2 separate regions of the Gossypium hirsutum genome follow, and region 1 is linked to region 2. The links are chromatin contacts, called in public Hi-C maps. All regions are on one chromosome and are shown on one strand. Each heading gives the region's core, a stretch centred on a gene start, on an enhancer-like site or on the middle of the called end of the contact. The rest is flanking DNA. Distances are from core to core; before and after follow the strand shown.

The links. Hi-C and Micro-C count contacts between places; a contact is called where the count stands out from the background.
Region 1: a Hi-C map of leaf shows a contact between it and region 2, with 2.0 times the contacts expected there. The contact joins the promoter of LOC107938297 here to the promoter of LOC107939655 in region 2. A contact is called at or near these places in 8 of 34 Hi-C or Micro-C datasets (callus, fibers and leaf).

What each region holds. Positions count from the first base shown.
Region 1 is chrA02:6,966,455-6,969,154 of Gossypium_hirsutum_v2.1, forward strand. LOC107938297 (transcription termination factor MTERF6, chloroplastic/mitochondrial) reads right to left here and starts at 1,378. Exons shown (of 1, transcript XM_016871394.2): 1 at 203-1,378. The coding sequence starts at 1,378. The coding sequence ends at 203.
Region 2 is chrA02:6,805,163-6,807,862 of Gossypium_hirsutum_v2.1, forward strand. It overlaps LOC107939655 (ISWI chromatin-remodeling complex ATPase CHR11), which reads left to right and starts at 1,312. Exons shown (of 25, transcript XM_016873015.2): 1 at 1,312-1,625; 2 at 1,885-2,016; 3 at 2,096-2,202; 4 at 2,406-2,512; 5 at 2,606-2,700. The coding sequence starts at 1,425.

The DNA.
Region 1 (2,700 bases), core at 128-2,627, 160 kb after region 2:
GAGGCTCATGTCACAGTTGCATTTTTGAACAAGTAAGACAATTAAACTACAAAAAACAGTCTGCAAAGTTTCACCTACGATAAGATTCTCAATGCTGCTAACAAGAGTAAATCTATAGCAAGTTTTAGATCATAAGAAAGAATTCAATCCAATAATAAAAAGAAAACCGGCTCAATCGAATATGTTACGTTCTACAACTAGCTCAATTTGATTTATATTTGCCTCTTACCGCGAATTTGAGTTTTTCTTCGTACAGCTTTAACAGCTCAGGAGCTTTGTCTTTATATTGGTTAACAAACCTTTGAACAAACACCTTTTCTGAAGTTCCAAACACGACTGAAAATTTCAAGTCCTTAATCAAACCTTTCGACAACAACTCTCGAGCAAACAAGGCCCTTGGAACAATCCGTTTCTCCAAGCTCCGAGAGATAACACTCGGATGATTAGCTAGAATCAAAGATTGAAACCCCATTTCATTCACTAAGAAATCCATGATTGCCGTGATCTTCTCCTTCGACGCTTCCAAAACACCGGGATACCTTCGAAAAGCTTCCCAAATCTCATCATCAGACCAACCCCATTTCTTATAAACATCAAACTTACTCTCCATCGCAGGTTTACTCACTTTTCTAAACAAAATGACAGCATGAAGGAACTTAACCAACAATGGATTAAACCCCATTTCCTTAACATCCTTAACAATCTCCTTAAACCGATCCGGCAACATAACGAAAGACCATGGATGGTAATTAAACATAGTTACGATATTCGATTCAGGCACACCATTATCTATCAAAGTTTTGATATTAGGCAACACATAAGTATCGAAATTACATACCATTAAATACGGATTTCTCCTTAGAGCTGTAATGGCCTTTGAATCAGATTGGAGAAGCTTGCTTAATTGATTGAAACAAGGGATTATCCGTTTCTCTAAGCTACGACTTAAAATCCTGGGATTGTAAACTAAGAGCTTAGAAATTTCAGGGCCTGTGACACCTTTAGATTGAAAGAACTGGAATTTGGGCAAGAAGGTTTTCTCGACATCGGAACAGAGGAGAGCGGGTCGGGTGAGGATGATTTGTCTGATTTGGGTGTCGGAAAACCCGTGTTGCTCTAAGAATGCAATGACGGAATCGGGTTTTTCCGGGGTTTTGAAATGGACATATTTGGAGATTCTGAGAGCGGATTCTGGGGGGAACCCAAGTTTGGTTCTGAGGTAAGAGACTGTAAAAGATTGGGGGTTTTGGGATTTGGTTTTGTTTGAGATGCGTCGAACAGTGAAGAACAGTGATGGGTTGTTTGAGAAGGAATTGTTCGTAACAATGTGTAAAAGCTTAAAGAAATCGTTGATGTTTTTGGTAAAAGAATTCAACATTTTTGGGGCATTGAAATGAAATCAAGGTTAGATACTCGGACAAAGAGGCCAAAAGAAGACTAAACAAAGGTCTCAACTTTGAAACGCAGACAACAGAGGTCGTTCTTCACTTTCCAAGGCCGTCTTTGTGTGTGTTGACAGTAAACCCCCCAAAACCCAAACCCTTAAAACTTCTATCATATAAGTGATACAATTAGAGAGGACAATGGCGCAAAACGGGAGTCCATATTACTAAATTCACCGCCTCTCCATATTTATATACTTTGCTTCCTTATATGTCGTGCTCCACTATTATATATAATTTTGAAATTCACTACTCCGCTTTAATCTAATTTTTACCATTTATTTTTAATATTTTTAAAATTAAGTAAATATTTAAAAATAATCTTTAAAAAATATTTAAATATAAAATATATTATTTTTTAATAATATAGTATTGTATTTTTATCATTTTAATAGATAAATATAAATATAATATGATAATTTTATGTAATAGAATGAAGTGAGGTAGGGCAAAATAATTATCATAATCCCTTCATATTTATTGTCTGAAAAAAAAATTCTATCCCGCCCCACATTCACTTTTCAAAAAAAATCCACTTCATATGGAGCGGATCGATTCAGAATCTATGGGACTATTTAAATTTTGTCATCCCTAGATACAATTACAATAGGAAAAAGAGAGAAAAGGTTTCCAACCATAGGCATTGAACCCTAAACCTCATTCCAATCAACTTGAAATCCACATAAATTTATCTATAAATCAATGACGTGATTGAAAACATTAAATGTTAATTTTGATAATACAAATAAATTAAATTATAAGCATGCAAGTATTTATCTATCATATAGACCACTTCTATATCAAGATGACAAAATAAAAATATGTTAATAAATTTTAGGCTAAAATGTCAAATAAATCCTCTAAAAATAATTTAAAAATAAAATTCTCTTGTTGAATAGTGTGCCCAATTAAATCCTTTGAATATGAATTAATCTCATTGAATTTATTTAGGCCCTTAAATATTAAGGTGATCAAGGGTGAGTATATTTAAGTTGGTTAGGGGTGAGTGTTGAATTAAAACAAGTTAAATTGGGTAAAAAGATTTCGAATTAATCGAATTTTTAAGTTTATTTTATCATCTTCAAAGTTCAAATAGAGTAAAGTCAAATCGATTAAAATTATTTAAGTTAAATTAAAAAAATAAAATATATCAAATTAAAATATTATTACAATGTAATTAATTCTATGTTAGAGCATATAAATTAGAAAAATATAGATTTGAAAACTTTTTCAAAACAAAACAAGAAAATAAATTAAC
Region 2 (2,700 bases), core at 62-2,561:
ACAGGATCTCTTCTCTACGGGGAGATTAAGATATATTAAGTTGAAACAAGTTTTTCATCTTCTTTAAGGACAGGAAGTTCAAAAACTCACTAATCATTGTTTTAATTATTCAATGGCAGGTTATTGTATAATACACAACAAGCATGGTCCGTTTGTTGGTACACTGGAGTAGTTTGAATTATAGGAATAAAACTCTCTATATTACTGCTAGCTTTTGCTATTACTGTCCTTGTTGTAACGTTGTAATCCAGTAACTAGTAACTTGCTTGTTGCAGTATTTGAGGGTTTAAGTGTTGTTTAGGATATTTGTGATTGTGAATCATCCTATGATTCCATCTTTCATGCAAACTCTATATTCTACTATTTTTCATTTTTTTTTTAATTTCAATGTGATTTGTGTGTTTTTTTTATTTTCACTATCATCCTATGATTATGTTGAATTGTAAAAAAGCAATATTTATTCTTTAAATTTGAATTCTTTTTAATTTAGTTATTGAATTTTTTTTATCAATATTAGTTCTCGAACTTAATTTGAACTAATAGAATTAATGAAAAAAATGTTAAGAAGTATCTAAAATGATAATATTTTCTCAATGTTAAGGGTAAATTTAATTTATTTCAACATCTAATTTATATTTTATAAAATTTTAAAAGTATGACTAAAGACAAATTAAAAACTTTTCTACTTTTTCATTCATAAATATTGTAATAATTTCTTGTAGCCCCGGTCCGAGCCCAAACGCCACGCACCGCGAACCCCGAGCTGCCGGCGGGAAATTTCCATTTCCTTTTGTGGCGGGAAATTCCTCACTTAACAGTTGACACATTAACCACGGTCTATTGTTAGTTTTAATCCCTATACTATGTTAAAATTCAGAATTTAATTAATCTATTTTACTTTGGCATAATTTAGTCTCTGTTTTTTTTTATAAAATCATATGCATACCCAAATTGATAATAATTTTACGTGATACTGTTAAAGGATTATATGAATTTTATTATTATTATCATTATTTGATCATACAGTCAAAATCATATAAAATCATATTTAACCCAAATTAATCTACATGCCATGGGAATGCTTAAAGTTGTCTTGAAAAAAATCGAAATTATATCTTTAATGGAAATGACTAAGAATGTTATTAATTTGAACCTAATGATCATATTAAAAAAATAGAGATCAAATTATGTAAAAAATTAAATCTAAAATTTTAAAGGGACTATAACTAGAATTATACCCTCAAGTTTCCCAAATGGAACGGCTGCGCTTTAACCCTACTAATTTATATTTGTATCCTTTCCATGTACCCAAAGTCGGTCTCTCGATTTTATTTATTTATTCATCTCTTTTTTATTTTTCTTTTCGTTTATCATTGAAGAGGGAAAAACAACAACAACAACGTTCTAATAAACTTGAAGAAGAGATGGCAAAATCGTCGAAGCCGGCGTCGTCCGATGAAGAACTGTACAATGGTTCGAGTTCATCAGAAGAGGAGCGAATGAGCGCCCAGGTCAACGGCGAAGAAGACGATGAGGAGGAGATTGAAGCTGTTGCTCGCTCCGCCGACGCCTCCGACGAAGATGATGACGCCGTCCCTGAAGAAAACGCCGATGATGCTGATTATGTAATTTTACGATTGTGACACACTTAGCTTTCTCCTTTTACTTTGCTTTCGATTTTTTACTATTTTGGCTGTCGGACTTAGCTGTTTTCTTGCTATTTGTTTCTAGGGTTTGCTAATGACTGTAAAATTGTATTTCTAAGCTTTTAGTTTTCATGTTTTAGTATATATTTTGCTTCTAGGGTTTTAGTAAGTTGCTGGAAAGGTTAATCTGCACTTTATTGTTTATTTCTAGGATTTTAAGATTATTATTTTTGTTTAGGATGAGTCTAATGGGGCTGATCCAGAAACTAGTAAGCGAGAGAAGGAGAGACTGAAAGAAATGCAGAAACTAAAGAAGCAGAAGATTCAGGAAATACTGGATACTCAAAATGCTAACATTGACGCTGATATGGTCCGTATTCTGGGGAAAAGTTTGTATTCTGTTCATTTTAAGTTAATTTATGGTTTGCTAATGTTTAGTTGAATGACAGAATAATAAGGGAAGGGGTCGGTTGAAGTATCTTTTGCAGCAGACAGAGTTGTTTTCTCATTTTGCTAAAGGTGACCCAAATTCATCACAAAAGAAGGTGAAAGGAAGGTATGCATGTTTTCTTTTATGCTAAAGATGTTGAAATACGTGATTCTCATGTTTTTGTTGTTTCCATGATATTACTGGTTGGAAGTGATGGATTCTTTCTATTGGTTTTTAATGACTTGTTTGGAGTATTGGAACTGTTTTATGCTCTAATGGTTTTGATTTAGACTTCCTCTCGTAATGGCTTCTTCCACTTGTTAAATTAGGGGTCGACATGCATCAAAAATAACTGAAGAGGAAGAAGATGAAGAGTACCTCAAGGAGGAAGAAGACGGTTTGTCTGGGAACACGCGATTGGTGACTCAGCCTTCTTGTAAGTTCACTCTCTTATCCATCAGTTGGGGAACTCAGTTCAAATGGTTCAATTTCTGTTGTATATTTTCGGTTTACTTTTTTCTTTCTCCAGGTATTCAGGGAAAGATGAGGGACTACCAACTTGCTGGTTTAAACTGGCTTATACGACTGTATGAGAATGGTATAAATGGTATTCTTGCAGATGAA